Regions from separate parts of the Rattus norvegicus genome. Here region 1 is linked to region 2. Evidence: chromatin contacts called from public Hi-C data. All regions are on one chromosome and are shown on one strand. Each heading gives the region's core, a stretch centred on a gene start, on an enhancer-like site or on the middle of the called end of the contact. The rest is flanking DNA. Distances are from core to core; before and after follow the strand shown. Region 1 holds the start of Pde7a (phosphodiesterase 7A). Region 2 overlaps Pde7a (phosphodiesterase 7A).

The links. Hi-C and Micro-C count contacts between places; a contact is called where the count stands out from the background.
Region 1: a contact with region 2 is called in a Hi-C map of liver, with 3 times the contacts expected there. The contact joins the promoter of Pde7a here to the enhancer-like site in region 2. A contact is called at or near these places in 8 of 12 Hi-C or Micro-C datasets (the Rat2 cell line, Schwann cells, frontal cortex and 4 more).

What each region holds. Positions count from the first base shown.
Region 1 is chr2:103,720,385-103,724,203 of GRCr8, reverse strand. It overlaps Pde7a (phosphodiesterase 7A), which reads left to right and starts at 1,377. Exons shown (of 13, transcript NM_031080.1): 1 at 1,377-1,642. The coding sequence starts at 1,505.
Region 2 is chr2:103,654,564-103,658,355 of GRCr8, reverse strand. All of the region lies in intron 3 of Pde7a (phosphodiesterase 7A), which reads left to right. Among named protein-coding and RNA genes, the nearest start is that of Mtfr1, 61 kb to the right of the region's middle. Within about 2 kb of position 2,220, at least 11 of the 93 cell types and tissues checked have an H3K27ac peak or open chromatin away from gene starts, as enhancers often do. A contact at or near this core is called in kidney and liver, where this site is marked.

The DNA of each region.
Region 1 (3,819 bases), core at 128-2,627, 67 kb before region 2:
AATCTCATTAGTGCTTCATCATCTAGCGAAGACAAATTCCACAACATAGAACGGATCATAAAGCATGCCTAAGATCTGGCATGTAGAAATACACAGGGGCATGATGTTTAAATAATAAGAGTACACACCTCTATCCCTCTATCTGATCATGCATACTCGGTACTCAAGTTTATAGCACCATTAAGCCCAGGCTCAGCACTGTACTTCTTAAGGCCTGCCACCTTGCCAATGATCATCTTAAATACCTGGGAGACTAGATGCCCTGAGAAATTATCTAAATCCATTTTGCCAGGGGGAGAGCTTGTTCATGTTGAAGTATCTGATGCTCAAAGCGTTAGAAACAGTGGGCTCCTGCGGAAAAGCTTTGGTAGTTTTGGGGCAGAAACTTAAAACAAGTAAATTATATCCTCATCTTACCAAAACAGGTTGAAAGCTTTTCCTACATATTAACCAGCAAACACTAACAAAGAAGGGCGATGGTTGGCCAGGGGAACTTTTGGTCTCTTTGCCACCTTTGTCTTCTCAATATCATCATTTCTCATTTTCTTGGTAGGAGAATTTCACTTCACACAGAAGTCTTTGGTCCCTTTTTCTGCCCTGCAGGCCTGGAAGGCCTGGGGCCTCACCTGCCAAGGGAAGCCACTGGAGCCTTGCCTTGGTAGGGCATAAACTGTGAGGTAGCGGGAGGATCGAGCCCCCGAGATCAGCTGACGTCACTGCCGCAGTGGTCTCCCGCGACGCCCTAGTACGGGAATTCAGAGTGGACGCGCCCGGTGCCCCGCTGGATGGAAGCGCGGGGAGGGCGCCCTGTGCTCCCGGTATTCTGGGTCTGTCGGACGCAAGAGCGCCGGTCGGGTAGGCCGAACAAACTCCGGGTCTGGGCGCCCGAGGATGCCCCGCGTAACTCTCGTGCGCACGCGCCGCGGGTTGCGGGGAGGGAGCTGCGGGGAGGCGGGAAGCGACGGTCGGGCGCGGGGCGCGGGGCGCGGCGCCGAGTGGAGCGGACGCAGGCAGCCCGGTCCGGACAACCAGCGGGCTCCCAGGCGCTGCGGCGGCGCGGGGCGCGGGGCATGCGGCGCGGCGTCGTGACGTCACGGTGGCGGCGGCCGTGGTTGGCGCAGGGTCTAGGGCTGCAAAGTGTGAATTACGCCGGGCTCGCGCCGGCGGCGGAGTGGAGTGAGGCTCGGGGGAGGGGAGGGGCTGGGCTCCAGCGGCCAAGCTGCTCTCTGCTCCGCGCCCGTGCTCCCGGCCCGGGCCAGCTCTCGCGCCGCGGAGCACCGGGGCGGCGGGATCCCCTTTAACGCTGCCTGCCGGGCTCCCCGCGTCCGCTGCAGTCCTTCCCGCCGCCAGCCGCGCGGAGGGCTGGGAGGTGTCGGCGGCCGCCAGCGCCGCCCGCCCCGCGCGCGCCTCGGCCCCGGGTCCCCGCGGCGCGGCCCCCTCGTAGCGCAGGGGCGGGCGACCGCGGACTGGCGGGCGCCGCGCGGTTCCAAGGCGGACGTGTTCAATGGAAGTATGCTACCAGCTGCCGGTGCTGCCCCTGGACAGGCCGGTCCCCCAGCACGTCCTCAGCCGCCGAGGAGCCATCAGCTTCAGCTCCAGCTCGGCGCTCTTCGGCTGCCCGCATCCCCGGCAGCTCTCGCAGGTAACCGCCGCCCCGGGGCCCGCACCCACAGCTCAGTGCTTTTGTCTTTTGGGGGGACTCGGGCCATTGTTCCTGCCTCTGTAGGCTGGTCTCCCCCTTCCGAAAGCCTTTTGCCCTCCGCTGTGCTCACTGCCCCTGGCCTCTGCGACCCTCGCCGCTGCTAACCCGTCACGCCCGCTGCTAGCCTCAAGCAATGACTTTGTCCTCCCCTCCTTTCTCCGCCGTCTCCCACAAGTTGGGCCTCTTGTCCCTTAGTTGTGACCTGAAACACACCTGTTCGCCCCCACTTTCCCCCGCCCCCCACCTGTGCTGCTTCGCGAGCCTTGCAGTGCTGTGCTGGTGCTGAGGTTCTCAGAACAATGGGCCTGGATGTCCCATTGTGGTCCTCATCCGAACTGCGGAACTGCTCCTTTTTAGAGAATGGGCCTAGGTGTCAGGAACTAGTGTGCAAAGTTGATGGTTTCCAATCAGTTTTGTCGCTTGATAAAGGCGTTTTTAGTACAGAAACCACTGATGGGCATTCACAAAGGACTTTATTTCCGATGACCCAACACCAGTTGCTCCTAAGCATTTTAATTTTTTTTCTATGAAGTCCTTGGCTCAACTCTGTCGTTGGGTAAAATTTGGTTGCCAGATTTAGACTAAAGAGAAAGAAGAGTTTTATTTTGTTTACGTATGAATCTGGTCCCCTCATTGCCTGCTGCCAGAAGTTCTGTGTTTATGAGGTTACTTTTGGGGATGGGTACCACTCCACTCAGTTGAGCCTCAGCCATTCATTCATTCATTCATTCATTCGTTCGTTCGCTTGCTTGCTTGTTTGTGACAGAGCCTTTCTAAATTGTTCAGTCCTGCCTTTAACTCATGATCTTCTTGCTTCAGACTTCCACGTACCAGGCTTGAGCTGTCATCATCCTGGGTCCCATTTTCACTTCGTTAAATAAAGTATTCTTCGTCTTTTTCTGTTGCTTAGTGTTTCTTTACCCTGTATAGCACACCATTTCTCCCCTCAATTGCACTGTAAGTACTATAAGCAAGGTATTTTTAAAAACTGATAGTATGGACAGCATCTTTTAGAGATTTTGCTTATCTCCACTGAATTCTATGAATTCTATTTGTCATTTGCCTTTTTTTTTTTTTTTTTTTTTTTTTTGGCCTGTGAGATAGAGCAGGAGTTCCATGTTAGTTTCTTTTCGAAGAATTCTTATTTAAGGTCAGATTCTTGTCTGATACAAGGGAGTATGCTAATGAATTCAGTGTAAAAATACTAAGTGGCTTTTCAAATAATACTTTTGTTACTTTGAAGTGTAGTTTGTGAGCTGTATTTTTATTATTGCTTAACACATTTTAAAGTTCCAGAATAATATCAAAAGATATTAAAGCACTCGTGAGAAGGTTTTTAATAATAGTAATTAAAGGTCTTTAATAGAAATAACTTCTTCATTTCTAAATACTGTTTTCTTCCTCAGATCAGCAGACATGACAGATATCCACTTTCACTTACATATAAATAGTAAAAGCACACTTTATATAAAGTTATAAAACATGTGTTACGTGTTTTTGCTTCCTGAGTAGGAAATGGACAATAGGGAAGATTAGGGATTGAAAGCAAAGGTGATCCCAAGAGTTTTACCTAGTGGCTTAATTACCATACAAAGACCAATTTAAGCTTCACTTTCTTTGCCTATCCCCAGACTAAGATTTAAGTGGGCAATGGAATTTTTTTTCTTTTCTTTTTTCTTTTTTTTCGGAGCTGGGGACTGAACCCAGGGCCTTGCGCTTGCTAGGCAAGCGCTCTACCACTGTGCTAAATCCCCAACCCCCAGCAATGGAATTTTAAAACTATGACTGTGGCAAAAAACCCAAACTAACAAGAAACCACAAATTCTACAGAATTACACCTATTTTACTAGCTCTTTAATGCTTCTGAACAATTTCCAGATCTCCAAGAGAGTCAGTTGGAACTCCTTAGGTTTGAGAGACAAAATTTTCTTAATGAATACATAACCTTTTTCCTGGTGTACATCACTCAGTGTTACAGGGATTATAAGCTCACTTGGAAGCTGAGGTGGGTATATTGCCATTATTAATGCTTTGTGTATGGCTTAGTAGTAAATCATGCATTGGAACTGAGTACTGTGGGGATAGATGGGAATATGTAATGGGAAAAAAGAGGTAGA
Region 2 (3,792 bases), core at 971-3,470:
GGAGGCAGGGTTACAGTGTCACTTAGGTCTGTGTGTGGATTCTCTTGACCTTGGGACACCAGTATTTAGCATTACAATACATACCGAAAGGCCAAACCTCAACACTTACAGGGTCTTATTTGCAGTACCTCAAGATAATCTTTATTAACTATTAACCAGGTTCAGGGTTCTTTACATTGTCTTCATTACAGCAACTGACCGTTGAAAACATACAGCGTCTCCTTAGATTTCCCCATAGTTCTCAGGTGTGTTGGCCTGTGGTTGTTTCCTTTCACCATGGCAAGATGGCATAGTTGGTAAAGGTATTTGTCACCAAGCTGAGTTCAGTATCCAGGCCCCACATGGTGAAGGAGAGAGCCAACTTTGTACAAGTATGGTGCATGGAAGCATGGCACAGTGCAAATGGCTTATTTGAAATACTGTTTACCTTTGTTCACAAAACAGTTCACTAAAAGAAGAAAAGTGGGCCAGTGACATGGATCAGTAGGTGAAGGTGATTGCAGCCAAGCAGGAAGACTTGGATTAAGTTGCCACTATCCACATGGTGGAAGGAGGGAATCATTTCTGCAAGCTGTCGTCTGGCACCATCATGTGTACACACACTCTCACACACACACACACACACACTACATCCTTTTCCCCTGCCAGTGACCAGTTCCTACTCCTATTCATGGAAGTTCCCTTACCAATTGGTTCATGTGGAGATGAGCACTGCCATGTTGATGCATTAGGAAATGTCAGGCTAGTTTCCAGAATGTTCTCCAATAGCTGCATTTAAGAACCATTGGTTCTCATTGCTTTGTCCCAGACTTGGAAGAAGCCAGTATTATAGTTATCTTCAGTAGCTTTGTTGCATAAACTAGGCAGGCTGGTATGGATTGGACCTTAATCCTGTTTAAAGGTTGTTGCCCTCTGGACTCTACAGAGCTGGTGAGGCTGAACTTCACCCTGATGTGATTTTGCAACTGTTCTTTGAAGAAGTCACTGCTGAAGTTCTGTACTTCCTTCCCCTTCTCTCCCAGCTGACTAATAGGGAATTGAAAATTTCATGTAGTGGCTGGCTCTGCCTCTGATCCCAGCACTTGGGAGGCAAAGCCAAGTTAAGCTCTGTGAATTCAAGACCAGCCTGGGTGACAGAGAGTGAGTTCCAGGACAGCCAGGGCTACACAGAGAAATCCTGTCTTGACCCCCTCCCCCCAAAAAAGAAGAGTTTCAAAGAACTTTGTATCTCTTATTTAATCATTAAGTCATCAGAATGATCAATAATTCTGTAAACCAGGGATATAAGAGTTGCTTAAGAGGAACATACTGATGATACAGTTTGTTCTTAGTAGAATTCCTCTACTTTGAGATCGTGAGTGGGTCACTTACTATTCATAGTAACATTTTTAGTACATATACATTTGACGTTCTATCAGAGTATTTTGAAATTTGGTAAATTTGCAGTTAGTTCTGAAGTACTTACATACACAATGGTTTTCAATATTAAATATGTAACCATAAAAAATAAATCGAATTTTAAAAGTTAAAAGTATAAGGTTATGTTTTTGAAGTACTTAATGTTTATAATTAGCATTTGTAATAGACATATAATTTATGCTTTATAATTATATTTATTGAGCGCTTGCTTCTTTCCCCAAAACTGTAGAGACATTGTGTGTATTGTCTCAATTGCTGCCAGCCTTCAGTCCTTAGAAGCCTTTACAGATAAAGAGCTGAGCGGCATGCAGAGACCTTAAGTGATCTGCTTTACCTTACGGAGCTGGAGACCTCAGGGGTTCAGCCTGTCTTCACCCACTCCTCCATTCTGTCTCCATTCTCAGCACAGGCATCTGGATAACATTGCTCACAGCAGCCTGGAGCAGTGCTTGTCTGTCTGTACATGCTGAGACATGCTAAGACGAAAAATTCTTCTTAGGAAAAACGTGTCTCATATATGTAGGATAACTACAATTACCCTGTTTGAAATGACTTTTAGATATGGCTTGCACTTTTTTTTTTTTTAAGGAAAACTGGGGAAGGGGAAGAAAAATTAGAATACAGAAAATATTTAGAAGTTTTATTCAATCTTTGTTCCGCACAGAATTGACTAAGCTAGAGCTAAAACCTTAAAGTACTTTATAAAAATGAAGACCCGAGCAGTAATTTCCTAGTAAGTCTTTGTGCACCGAGGAAGTGATTACAGGGCGCCCCCTTGTGGGTTACTGCAGCAGGCGACTGTGTCTTCCGGGAGCCAAGGGCTTTTCCGCGAAGGACCTTTCTGATCTCATAGCTGTGCCCTGCTGCGTGTGGCTTGGGTAGCAGGGAGTCCCTGTGGGAAAGACAGGAGCCTGCTGCTCAGTGTAGCTGTCTCCAGCCCTTTTCTCTTCTTAGCCTAGAACTTGTATTTCCTATTTACTTTCTACTATGATGAGGGGGAAAACAGTATATTTTTAAAAATCACCTACTCTTCTCCACTTTATTTTCTGGTCCAGAAATATGGAGAAAGGATGCCTGGACACAGTGCCTTTGCTCATTTGCTTTGGTGGTGCTGGTTGGTCTACGGCTATGCCATGGAGCAGGGTACTCTCTGATAAAAACGTGAACTTTTGTATGCCTTCAGCTTTCTAAGCTGTTATCACAAAGCAGCATTGCGTGAAAACCAGAACAAGTCTGGGAAGTTTCAATAGTCCAAACTTGATAATGGCCGAGCTCTAATAAGACAAGTTCAATCTGTTGTCTGTTGTGCTGGGAAATGAGTAATAACTCGCTTTGTGTCCCAGAGTGAGCCCATCTGAGTACTGGGAAGAGAGTTGGGTTTTCGTGTACTTTGGCCAGAGGGTGAGCTTTTTAGTAATTATCTAATGAAGGGTACTGGCTTCCTTCCCGTTTCCAAATGCCTCCTCTTTCCTATATCCTAAATGTTAGTATTCATTCAGCCTGATGGCTCCCTGTACAGTGCATCAGGTTTAACTAGGTTGAAAGGAAGACTAGGTGCAGCCTTCCAGACTTAATCGTTGCCCTAGAAGATGCACTATTGGAGTTTTCAGTGTAAGGACTTTGCTTTTGTTTCTCCGGGGGTGGGGGGGGGGTGCAGGCAGAGACAAGGGGTAGAGGGGGATCAGGTGTGAAGAAAATGCATATTTCCAACAGTGTCACAGAATGGGTGTTTTCCTACTGATCTGTAGTTCCTGGCCCTTTATTAGATTGTATTTTGGAAGTTCTCCCAGGACAATTCTGGAAACTAATTTACTCATAGGAATTGTACTCTCCAGCAAGGCCTGTGTGTCACACACTAATGACACAAGCTTTTTCACTTGCCTGCCCTATCTCTGAGGAGTGAGGGAGTCAGACTCCGTGAGAAGGGTTTACACACAAAACATCATTACAGGATCCTTTATGAGAAAAATAGGAATTAGAAAAAGCTGAGTAGCTAGCACCTTCTGTGCACACGAACAATTGCTGTCACACACACTAGAAACTTTAGTCTCCCTGCTTCCTCCCGCAGATGAGAACAAATAGAGACCACAGCCAGACCCTATGCAGACAGTGAGGGACCTTGAGACACTCTGTCTGGAAAGAAAACATGACAATTGTAAGGACACACAGCTAAGCACGGGTCTGCAGGAGTGTCCACACACTTTACTATATAACTTCAGACAGAGAAGGACAGTTTCCTAATAGAGACTTCTTGTACAGCTCAGTAACACACAGACACTATTGATTGCTGAAGGTCACCATCTGATTGTGGTGCTGAATGAATAAAATGCCTTGGAAAGGAAGGAAGGTAGGCAGGCCCGCCGGCTGGCCGGA